2 separate regions of the Zea mays genome follow, and region 1 is linked to region 2. Evidence: chromatin contacts called from public Hi-C data. All regions are on one chromosome and are shown on one strand. Each heading gives the region's core, a stretch centred on a gene start, on an enhancer-like site or on the middle of the called end of the contact. The rest is flanking DNA. Distances are from core to core; before and after follow the strand shown.

Region 1 (6,094 bases), core at 2,435-4,934, 130 kb after region 2:
TCGAGTCAGATAGGCCTCCCGTCATCACGCGGCTACCGATAGCCACATGAGTCTCGCCACATGGGTCCCGACTTGGCCCAGCAGGAGTGGCACCCTAGTATTTACCGATGGTGACTGACCAAGAAGTTTTTTTGGGTGTACATGAGTGAGGACAAAGTGCACGCAAAAGATTTGTGTTGGTCTATGGAAATGATATATGATTCTAGAGGGCTGCCAATAAGTACCGCCGACCAGGGAGTGGACGAGGTGTTACAATAGTAAGTGACATGCTATTTCATATGTCATCCACCCTTAAATGATGATAAAAGTTGATTTTCCTATATCAATTGCACGTGCTAATGCTATAGGCCACATTAAATAATGGAAAAATTCCATATTTGTCATCATCATATTTTATACTTATTCACTGTGTGCTATTGATTGGCTTATAGCATGTGGGGTTAGTGACACACAAGGAATGGTTATAATTTTCGATGGCACACATGGAATTGCTTAAATAACTAACGTAGGCCTATATAAATTCTAACTATAAGAGAAAAATACAAATATCGCAAATGCTAACTCTACGAGATATATCAAGGAATTTTTTAGGTACAAATACATTCCAATTTTTTTAGTCGTTAGCTGACTTATAATTAGCTCTAAAAGTTTGGAGCATGCCCTAACTATAAACAAAACGCTGATAAAACTCTCGTTAAACTGGCCGTAGCACCAGGGATCACAGGCCAACATCTTTTTTACTCACTATCCTCTCCTTTTCCCCCTCTCTTTTCTTTGCGAATGCTGTTATGAATGGTGTGACAGCAAGAGTGTTGGTAAAGGCATATATACTCTTATCCACTACTAGCTCCCTTTTTTGATTATCCGTGATCTGCCACTCCGCTCCACTCCCGTGTCTCGTGGTGTAGTATAATAAGTAGATAAATAAAACAAAGAAAAATCTCCTCATCGACGTACGAACGTATCCATCAAATGCTCTTTATTGAACATTGTGGACAACCAGTCTTCTATCCATAGAATAAACAATTGTCTGAATCCTATTGTTTAAGTGTACTAGAGCTTATAGTTAGCTGGTTAAAAATTGCTAATGAAATTAGCTAGCTAACAAATAAATAACTAACTATTTACCAATTTACTAAAAATAATTAATAGCTAAATTATTAGCTAAACTGTTTAAATATGTTCAACTAATTTTATCAACTAACTATTAGCTCTAGTACATTAAAATACAGCTAATTATTAGCTGTAGCGCATTCAAACATAACCTAATTATTAACCACTCTCTCTATTCTGAGATAGTAACTCGTGTTGTTTCTCCCCCGTAAGTAGCAGGTTACAAGTTTAATGAGTTGATTAGTTTTCATTTTGATCAATATAAAAAATAATATATTAATATGAGAACCCTAATCATCCTACTGTTGTCCTCCGTCTGGCTAAACAGCTAGTAAGAAATTGTATTCACAATTCTGTATAGACAACATGCCTGTCGCTGTTACTAGCAATGAAGCTGCACCAGATCGCGCGCTCAACCAGCGCTGAAGTCGCCGGTCGTTCGGCGGTCCTTCGCGGACAAATCGCCTCCATCCCCGGCCCGCCCGAACCAAACCAAACCAAACCCGGCGCCATTCACTGGTCGTCGCCGACTCGCCGGACGAGTGCTTCGGATTAAGTCTTATCCTATCCGATTGGGCTCGGTGCCTGCCGAGCCGATGCGGCACGGCAGCAGCATGGTACGGGCCCGGCGTCATCAGCCACTCGGCAGAGATCGGATGCTTCTGTCCCTGCTGAGATCTGGGATCAGCATTAGGCTGATCTCCTTGCTGCAGGACTGGAGCAGAGCAGGGCCAGGGCGGGCACACCGCGCACAGACACAGCTGGAGGGAAATTGGCGCCAATAGCTCCGCTGTTACTGCTCGTGTGCCCCCCTTAGGGCTTGTTCGCTTTCCTCTCAATCCATATGGATTGGGTGGGATTGGATGGGTTTAAATCACAAACAAGTCAAAATCCTTCATATTTTTTTCCAATCCCATCCAATCCATATGCGACAGGAATAACCGAACAAGCCCTTAAGTGCGTCCACGTCAGCCGCACAGCGTTCATCAGGGGTGAAACTGGACCACTGTCCTACGTGTAACGGGGACCGTGATGCAGTATATACTAGTTTAGAAGATGTGTGGCAGTAACTGCCTGTGTGTGGCCTGGGACTGGTCCCCACTCCCCCAGTGGCAGCGGCGCTCTCGCCTCAGCTCATCGGCAGATCTGCTCATGTGACCATGCGTGCCTTCTCCTTCCTTCCATGATGAGCAGGCAGGCAGGCAGACATGCCAGGCGAGCAGGAGCAGGACAGCTGCTGAGCCCCGGCTGATGCTGCTGGGCCAAGCTTTTGCATCGTCTATATTCCTATTCGCCTTCATCAGCACCAGACAGCGGGCGACCCCAAAGCGTCACGCAGTAAACAGACTGGCGATGAGCTGTTTGCCGCCGGGTTAGTAGTTTATCAAAAGTGTGGCGTTTCTATGATGTGTTTGGTTTTAAGTCAAAATAGAATGAGTCCTGGGGCGACAACGTCCCCTCGATTTTTTATACCATGATGTCACAAAAAATTGCTCCAGTGTTCACTTCATTTTCACGTGACTCTTATCCAAACACTATAAAAAATATGGCCGCCCCTTCCATTCTTCTTGTATGTCCAACCAAACACACCTTTATTATTATAGGCTATGGAAAGGAGCGTCTGTGATGTCTTATGAATTGCGATGATGATGATAGCCTACGCGCTGATTATGCCAAGTACAGTAACGAGCGCCCGTGGGCTTATTTAGGTACCAAAATGAAAGGAAAAGGGGGCTTTTGTGGGCTCTATGTTGGGCCTTAGGGTCCAGCGACATTGTATGCGTGTTAGCATGTTTTAGGCCCTGTTTGGCACAGCTTATTTTCAGCTTCTTCACAAATTTAAGCAGAGGTTCTGCCAAACAGGCAGCTTCTGCAGCAGCTTATCAGTTCAGCTGCTTCTCAGAATACACTAAAAGCAGCCAATAAGCAGAAGCTGCTTTTCACCAGCTTCTCAGATAAGCTGCTTTTTCAACAAGCACCAGCTGTGCCAAACAGGGCCTTAGACTTGGATTATGACGTTAGACGGGCGGAGCTCTAGGTTCCCTATCTCCCTAGGCTGCGTCCTCTGGTTAATTGGCACTGTTCTCTCCGGATGTTCTTTTTAATTTCACAAGTTCGGTGCGTGTAAGACGTTATCGGCGTTCAATTATCATGCGTATTCAGTGTTAGAAGTTAACGGACTCACCAGAGCAGTGCACGTGTGTTTCGCAGTACTCCAGACCAGCTGGAAATTAATTTCAAATTCAGATTAGATTTGCAGCATCTAAATGCCAATTACTCCTACTTGTTAATTACTGTCCTTACTAACAAGTGTACACAGTTCTTAACCCGCACCGCAAATTATACAGCGGCACCCCGCCACGCGCGCAGCACACATCTCGTGATCCCTCACCCTCTGCCTCCTCCAGTCCAGCTTGCCTTCAAAACAAAAAGGGTCCAAACCAGGCTACAGTTACAGCTGCACGGCTACTGCACAGCCGCAGCGCCCGGACCCCAAACGGCTACTCCGATTTCAAATCCCTTCCCCTTCTCCCCCCCGGCTTCCAATCTCCACCGCGCTCCCTCCTCCATCTCTCGCCTCGCCGCGTCCCCTTCCTCTCCACGGGCTCCCACGAACCATAGAGCTCGCCCGTCTACGGAGCACGGGCTCACCAGCAGCGGATCCCCAGGTCGTACCTGCTCCCGAAACCCTAGCTCAGCTGATCCCACACACACACCCCGATGGCGCCGCCGCCCACCCCGCCTACACGTCCGGCGCCGGCGCCTCAGGCCACGGGCGCGACCGCGACGCCCCTCAGGACGCCCGCGTCCAAGCACCGTCTCCACTTCCCCGCCGCCACCCCGAGGAACGCCAACCACGGCGGCGCCACGGAGCACCCGGTCGAGGTGATCGGCCGCATCCGGAACCTCGCCTCGGGTGTCTCGTCCGCGCTGGAGTTCGCGGGCGGCGGGACGGCCGTGCGCGTGCGCGGCGACGCCGGCGGGTGCCGCGACTTCACCCTCGACGGCGTCTCCGTGTCGGAGGAGGAGGACCTCGAGGGGTTCTACCGCCGGTTCGTGCGCTCCAGGATCCAGGGCGTCCGGGTCGGCGCCAAGTGCACCGTCATGGTCTACGGGCCCACGGGGTCCGGGAAGAGCCACACCATGTTCGGCTGCGCCAGGCAGCCCGGGATCGTGTACCGTGCCCTCAGGGACATCCTGGAGGGAGGCGGAGGTAGCGAAGGCGACTCTGCAGAGGATGACGCCGGCCTCTTCGTTCAGGTCGCGGTGCTGGAGATCTATAACGAGGAGGTCTACGATTTGCTCGTGGGCAGCGGGGCCGCTGCTAAAGGAAACGCCCCCAAGGTGATCTACGCTGGCTATTTTTCACATGGCACGCTTTAGTTTGCTGATTATGTGCGTGCAATTTGAGCTCTAATGTGGTTTCAAATGTGAATTCCAATTTGCTGGTCTGGTAGTATACTTTATTAGGAATCTGCTCCAGAATAAGTAATTGGTGCTTTTCAGTGCGATATAGTGAATCTAAACTGAATCAGGTACTGTAATTGTAACCCTGATAAACCAAAATATTTTGTATTAGGCGCTATTCTTAGGTACTACTAGTACTGTTTTCTCGGTATTCAGCTGGCAAGTCGCACGAACTGATAATGAAGTGCTCATAAGACATAACATGAATTAAACAGAAAAGATCTTAAATTGTCTAGATACTTTTCACGGGCTGTGATTTTTTTGTTGTTTATCTCTACTATATTAAAGTATCAGTTTTCTTGGTTCCACGGTTTGAACCATCGTTGTGCCCCCACATTTAAGTTGAAAAAATGTAAAATTATGCACAAATTAGAATTTGAACCATGGTTGTTGACTCTAAACCCACGTTTACACTTACCTAGCCAACAGAACACACATGTCTTTATGTTTTATACTTTATATACTTAAATATAAATAAAAACCTTTGCTAGTGTGTTGTAAATGCGAGTTGGTTAGGTGGTATGAATAGCACTCCTAAGGTCCTGCATTCGACTCCCCGTGGGAGCGAATTTTTAGGCCGTGGTTAATAAAATCCCATCGTCTGTTCCACGACAAAGCACAGGTCTAAGGCCCGGCCTTGGTCGCAGTCGTTCTCACATGGGCTACAGTACCGGTGTGTATGGGTGTGACAGGGGTTCGGAGGTTTTCTCGACTTGTGTGAGAAGGTCTAACGTCGTGGGGCCGGTCTTACCCCACAGGTCGAGTTTTTTTATGTGGCCAGTATTTCAGATTGTCATTTGGCACTGAAATTGTAATATTTTATTGGGATTGTATCCTGAACATCCCAGGTTTTAATTAGGAAGTGCTCACAAGTCACAAGTTATAATTTGAAATGCGAGAGCAAATTTCAAGATTATGAATGTTGTCATTCATTTGTTCTGTCAATGTAAATTTATGGATTGATGTAAATCAGTGTATCGTTGAAGCCTCACAGTTCTGTATCTATGGACAGGCGAGACTAGAAGTAATGGGGAAGAAAGCTAAGAATGCAACCTATATATCTGGAAATGAACCTGGAAGGATATCAAGAGAAGTTTCTAAAGTTGAAAAGCGAAGAACTGTGAAGAGCACACTTTGTAATGAGAGAAGTTCACGGAGCCATTGCGTGGTTTGTTGCATTCAGCCACCAGCACTGTCAGCATTCATTTTTAAAAAATCAAGCTTTTTCACACTATGCTTTGCATCTATAGATTATCCTGGATGTCCCAGCTGTGGGAGGAAGGTTGATGCTTGTGGACATGGCTGGATCTGAAAACATAGAAGCAGCAGGTCAAACGGGATTTGAAGCCAAGATGCAGGTGTGTTATGCAACAGATTCTTGTATGCTTTAGCATCTATGTGTTCCAAACTTCCAATTGCATTCTGAACAATTGCTTCCAAGGAGTGTATTTAATAGATCGTTTGACACTGATCTTGCCACATGAGTTGTACCACTCTTAAAAGCCTATAATAT
Region 2 (6,706 bases), core at 3,282-5,781:
GATTTAACCGAATAAAAAAAAGTAAATAGTCTTGGATTATTTTGAGGTATGGATTGTGGCATGGATTTAATTTCAATTCATGTTAATCCAGAGCCGGATTGATGTAAACGAACAAAGCCTTAGATGTTTAGCTGTAACCCTTGATGTGTATTGATCGTGCTGCAGGCTGGAGAATGAACACTTGAACAACGCTGGAAAGTTCAGGGCAGTGAAGACCGTCCCGTTACCATTCCGTGAACTTGAAACTGATTGATCAAGTCAAAGATAAGAACTTGCCAGCATGTTCCCAGGAATTTAAGGAGGGGGGCAAGAGTTCCAGGAATGGACACACTGCCCCTGCTAGTGCTTGCGCAAGGATTGGTGTTCAAGTGGGTAATAAAACAAATCAGAGAGCATAACTGCACAAGAGCAAGACGCTGCAGATTTTTAAAGATGGAATTAGCTCAGACGGTGCCGTGTAGTTGAGGCGCCAGGGTCAGGAAAGATGATGTGCGTTTACTCTTTATTGGTTGATTGAGGATTGTTGCATGCTAATCGACTAACAAATCCTTGACTTCGTCGATTCATTAACCTATGAATGTATCTGGGAACTGATGACTGAAAAATATTGCATGAAAATACATGGTGGTCAAACAGAATTTGAACCATGTTTCCATAAATAGTGTTTCAACCAAGAGATGAGAAACAGCATGAAAACATGCAAGGCACAAAATAAGAGAGAAGTACAGAAGACTGAAAATAATTTATAATTGCAGGGGTAAAAACTAGATAATATTACAGTGAAAGCGCGAGATGGTTGACACGGCAGATGACACCACATGTGAAGCATAAACAAAGTGCATATATTACATGGCATGTTGCACACAAAATAAACAAGAAATAGCTAGCTACAGCCTACAAGTACCTCCAATGTGCCGGGCGGTCTCTTGAGACGAGAAGAACCCTTGATGATGAGTAGTCAAATGTAGGACAGTACAGATCATCAGGGCCAATAGCTTCTCTCGCTGCAATGGTGTTTCCACGGTCAAAGCTGTAGGTTGGCTGCGTGTCTTCCTTAAACGTGTCAAAGGCGAACAGCCCCATACCACATGCAGCCAAGACAAGGTTTGAGTCGCCCCATACTTGGGTTATCGCAGAGTGATGGATATGAGCGTTGAATTCGGGTAACTCATAGGTGGCGACAAGTTTCCCCTTTCTCAACGAGTATTGCTGAACTCGTGATCTTGACCCTCCTTTTATTTGCAGCCTTCCTTCTGTGCTACCAATAAATACCGAGTCCCCACGTGAAAAGATTGAGTTTGCTGTGCCGCCATGTCTTGCTATTTTAAGCCCAATGCCAGCAGGTACACGAAAATCAAATACATTGACACTTTCCTGTGTGCTGAAAACACCATCATTTCCTTCCACCTCAGATGAACTAACCCTGTCAAAAAAACCAAGCAGGTGTGTTAAATGATTTGACCAGGGCAGATGTCACAGAATATATTTTGGTACATCTCTTTCACACAATCAGATATGTCATCAACAGCATGACAAGATATTTGCTTCTGTTGATACTAAAAAGAAGAAAACTTCCAAGTTTTAATAGCCCAAGCTGAGGTAAACTTGATAGGGGCTATAATAAACCTAATACATGATGCATTTTATGTAATATAAGGTTTACTGATTTACCTTTGACGCACTCCGCCGCCCACCTCAGCATCAGTGTTATTCACGTGAAGGCAGTACACTTTCTTACCAGAAGCAACAGACAACAAGGGTTGTGGGTTAAGTGAATTCACATCCCACAGCCCTATTGATTCACTCCCAGCAATTACTACTTTCCCCCTGCTACGCCATTGTAGTGGGCTGGAGTATTCCATTCCCATTACTAGATTGCTAACTTCCCATTTCATCACAACATCACCGTCACGTATATCATAAGCTGTGACCATCTTTTGCTTGCTAGCAGTAGATAGCAGGAGAGGTCCGCATGGTTTATACCACCATTGCTGCCTCTCTGTATTTGACAGCGCAGAGCTGGATCTTGATGAGCCTACATTAGAGAGAGCACCAAGAATAGCCCTGGATGTTGGAGCAAAAGTTTGAGAAGCTTCCTCCTCGACATGAAATGATTTTACTTCTCTGGTATAGTAATCCCAGCTGCAAAACCCAGGCTCCAATGCATTCCCAGCCGATGCAGCAACAACAAATCTACCAGAACATCCATCTACGCCTGGGGCACGAATCAACCAGCAATCGCCCCACGTATTATTTGATACCAAGCTGGGAGGCTTGTACTCAGATTTGAACTGCATCAATTCAGTTGAAAGAAGTGAGCACTCAGGGTATGTAATTAAATGCCAATCAAAAATGAAATTAGAGCAAATGTAGGTAGCAAATAACCAAATACCTCATGGTTTGCAATGTCATAATAGGAGCATGTGCCATCTCCATGAGCAAGAAGCACAGCTTCCCCCTCTGAAACAAACCATCCACCAGTTGAAGACTTGTTTCCTATACCCGATAACTGACTATTGCATGACTCCTCAGTTTCTTCCTGTAACATCATGGATGACTTGTTTTCCTGATCATCAAATTCTTCTAGCTCCTCTGTAGCAAGCAATTCAACTTCATCCTTATGATTGGGAGCAACTGGATTCTTTGTGCTACCTTGACTTGATGTCTTGCTGGTAGCATCTGCTACTTCACATATTTTATTCTTTTCCAATTTCTTAGCTCGACGATCCTTGAAGAAATCATTTTCTTCCCCATCTAAAGAAGCCAGAAACTCCATGGCTATACTGTTCTCATCATCGCCAGGATCAGATGCGGCAGGTCTTGTTTTTCCACTACAATCTTTTTTTGCATCCACAGATAACTCCTGTTGAGTAGAAGTTGAAGATATGCGACCCCTCAACAATTTGTGGTGTGGAAAGAACCTTGCCTCCAGCTCATCAGCATTCAAGCCTTTTCCAGCTTGCTTCAGGTTACCTGGCTTTGTTATGGTACATTTTTCAGCTGTTTCAGGGTGAGAGCTCTCACATTCACTGCTATCTGCAGTACCCAGCTGTATCTTATTATCATCCTTTACATGAGAAATTGCCTTCTCAATGGCAGTGATTTCCTTCTGGATATTTGACAAGATCTGTTTTGGCTCATTCGGGTTGTTCTCATCAAGCATTTCTTTGGTTTTCTTGATATCGGTAGCAATCTTCTGAACCCTCCCTTCCAGCGCGGCTAGTTTCTCATGTAATTTGCTTGGGTACCTGTTCATAGCAGACACGGGTTTTGCTGACCCTCCCTCCCCACCTGCAGCCACTTTCTCAAAAACTCCTATCCTGTCTGCCAATTTTACCTTTTCTTCCTGCTTCCTGCCCTCTTCATTATTCTTTTGCTGTTTCCTTATTGGATCAGGGACATCATTTGAATTCACCACATGGACAGTGAAAACAGGGATGACAGAAGTCTTGCCTATATCGTCATCCTTCTGGATGGCACAACATTCCACAGATTTGGAAGCAGCCTCTCCTGGATCAGCCTTTTTGGTATTCATCTCCTTCATCAATTTATTGGGCCCCTCTTTCTTCATATTGATTTCTTCAGCTGCCTTTACCTTTGAATCAGAGCCCTTTATTTGCCCACCAACATCTTCACATTGCTTCTTCATATTAGTCACGAATGCATTTGTTTTCCCTTTGTTCTCATCACATTGCTTCAACACATTCACACAAAAGCTATCTCTTTTCCCACCGATCTGCTTGGCCTTTGCATCAAAGCTCTCCCTTTTCCTGCCAATCTCATCAGTCTGCTTCCCCTTGGCATCAAGGTCACCTCTTTTCCTGCTGATCTCATCCGACCCCTTCGCCTTCGCATCAAACCTCGCCCTTCTACCAGTGTCATCACTACCAGCGCCAGCACTCCCTCTCCTAGCCTCGGAGGCCCTGGATCCAACAACACTAATCGACCTCCTCCCTTTCTCTACAGAAGAAGCCCTGATCCCACCACTGACGCTCCGCCGCAAGCCTGCCTCCACCACGGGATCCTTACTGATGGAAGTCCTCCCCGGCAGCACGGGAGCCCTGAGGGTGGAGGCGAGCTTGGAGGAGTCCACCGAGCTTTGGATCCTGCTGGCCCGCGGGAGCGACGACGTGGACCACCGCACGGCGGAGGTGGGCTTGGACGGCTTGGACGCCGTGTTCTCCTTCCCGGCGGCGGCGGTCGTCTGCCGGGCGGATGACGAAATGGAGAAGGGCTTCGGGGTGAGCGGGCGGGTGGCCGCGGCCGTGGCCCTGCCGCCGCCGCGATCCTTGAGGCGGGAGGACATAGCGGGAGGGGATGCAGTGCTAGGGTTTGGGGGATCCGGGGATTCGGGGAAGATGGGGCGAGAGGAAAGGTCGCTCTGATTTGGATTTGGGATTGCTTGATTGATTGATTTGAAAATTAGGGGAAGGGTTGTTTCAAATTTCGAGATTGTTTGAGCGGGAGTGTTTGAGGTGGGACTGTAGTGCTGGGCCCATCTGCAGTTCTCGAGATAGCCCCGTATGGAAGAGAGAAGAAAACAAGTTCCAAGGGGTCTACACTATTTTTTTTTGTCGATAACAAAAAAATAGAGTTGTGGAGTATCGGGGTCCGGGTACCCGGATTATACCTCTAAACATGATTAATATCTAACTAAAAAATCATAAGACAAATTTTTCAAGGTCAAGAAAGGATGAGCCACGATTCGTTCGAGACCCCACTCGACGGTCGCTCAAAACTCCGTCTGGTCCGAGCCTGTCCTCGAGCAAGAGTAGCACTCTGGGAAATCCTCGTCTTGCCCGAGGTTTCCTATTCACGAAATGGCGGTTTCCGCCTCGCCCGAGTCCATCTCGGACAAGGGACAACCCCGAGCCCCGACTTGCACAAAGGTCACGGGAACCGTGGAGATATGAGCATTTAATGTGAATACCAACCCCACGTGACGCCGCAGTTAAACAGGATGCGATGGGACCGCTGTCCCATCCACTTTCACCAACTATAATGATGCACGCCCGGGAATAACGGACACTGCCCCCACGCCGTCTATTGTGTTCAAACAACTCTGGATGGGACGTGCATACTTCAGAGCATGGTCTCACCCTCGGGAGGGAACTCCACCTCGCCCAAAGTCGGTCTCAACCTCGGAGAAAACTCCACCTCCCATGAACTCGGTTTCGGCAAACTGCCCCGGCAACAACTCCTGAATCTCGCAGGAGGCCACTCCGACAACTATAATAACCCCTCCTTGTATGACTACATGCCCCGAGCTCCGTCTCATCCGAGTCTGACCTCGGCCTAGATAACATCGACCAAAGGACGTCACCAACTCCTCCGCGAAGGCTGCCGGCAATGGGATGGCTACAGGACCGACGTCAAGTCTACTTTACGCCATACGGGACGAATTATCATGCGCTTTTCACCATACTTACCACTGTTTCAACCACTACGACTCAGACAACACCTCCATTAGACAGGCACGGGTACGCGTCTGAGCCCCAGATCCTGGTCTCGACTCTCTATTTGGTCAAGACGCAAATACAGGGACCGGACGTCCACCTCCTGGTTCAAGTCAACAGCAAATACGAAGGTCATACCGACGATCATACCGGCTACAGGGACTCAGACTCGTCTCCTCTCCCATGCACGACAAACCGTGGCGCTCCTGGGAACACTCCTTGAGGCTATAAATAGGAAAATCTAGGGCTTCATTCGGGGAGAACACTTCACCGATTTTCACCCTCCACAGCGATATTGACACTTGCCTCAATCAACAGGGAGTTGGGAACCTCTCCGTCTCTAGATCGGCTTGTATCCCCTACTACAAGCACCTACGTGCAAGTAATATAAGTCTCATCCACCCTCTGCTGGAAGTAGGACCATCTCTTGCCCAAACCAGGATAAAGATTGTGTCTACTTGCATCACCATCTGGATCAGGACACACAATACTAATTCACTAGTTGATAGGACCCTCGGGTCAAAACACCAACAAGAGTCCTTCAGTTCATTAAATTTAACTAAACAAATGAAAATAGTAGGATTATTAAAAAATATAAATTAGTGCATTATTGTTTTTGGCGCTAGGAATGAATAAGGGCAAGTGTAGATCCACTAATAGTATTTTACTAATATAAGTAGCAGCAAAATTTAGTCAAAAAATTTTAAGTATATACATACATACATATGCATATATATAGTTTATATATTAAGAGCCCTGGGCTTCCAATAATAGAGGAAGCCCAGGCTAGTCAATATGCGCATTTGGGTTGAACCACACCGGGTCAACAGTTCCCAGTCACGGCGCCGTTACACCGTTTCCCCCGTCAGCCCAGCCACGTCTCCCACGTTTCCGGTTTCTAAAACCGTCTTCGCGCAATCAACTGAGGCAAACCCGCGCCGATAGGAAGAAAACCCCAGTGGCCGCAGTCTTTCCTTTCGTCTGAGGCGACTCGCCAGGCGATTTCCGCTGCTCCAATCCAGCGCCGCTCCAATCCAGCGCCGTTCCAATCCAGCTGGCCTCCTTCAATCTCTGAGCATTGGAGCCCGATTCAAGAAGTTCTAGGTAATCCAACTTGAAATACATCGAGTTTGTCATCGATTTTTTGAAGCATTTTTGTCGATTGAAGTGGATTTGATTGTAACACTTATTCTTTAGCTAAATGTGTGATTTGTATCCGTTTATACATCTCTCTAATCGGGTCATTGCAA

The links. A called contact is a pair of places that touch in the nucleus more often than the background predicts.
Region 1: a Hi-C map of ear shows a contact between it and region 2, with 3 times the contacts expected there. The contact joins the promoter of LOC100273492 here to the promoter of LOC100383852 in region 2. A contact is called at or near these places in 7 of 25 Hi-C or Micro-C datasets (ear, leaf and tassel) and 1 of 3 datasets of contacts at active chromatin or transcription factors (leaf).

The regions. Positions count from the first base shown.
Region 1 is chr4:177,206,593-177,212,686 of Zm-B73-REFERENCE-NAM-5.0, forward strand. It overlaps LOC100273492 (P-loop containing nucleoside triphosphate hydrolase superfamily protein), which reads left to right and starts at 3,685. Exons shown (of 6, transcript NM_001320081.1): 1 at 3,685-4,458; 2 at 5,594-5,749; 3 at 5,832-5,939. The coding sequence starts at 3,835.
Region 2 is chr4:177,077,033-177,083,738 of Zm-B73-REFERENCE-NAM-5.0, forward strand. LOC100383852 (Transducin/WD40 repeat-like superfamily protein) reads right to left here and starts at 4,532. Exons shown (of 3, transcript NM_001176482.2): 1 at 2,393-4,532; 2 at 1,672-2,291; 3 at 735-1,423. The coding sequence starts at 4,306. The coding sequence ends at 895. It overlaps LOC103654129 (phosphate transporter PHO1-2), which reads left to right. Exons shown (of 14, transcript XM_008680959.4): 14 at 166-638. The coding sequence ends at 253.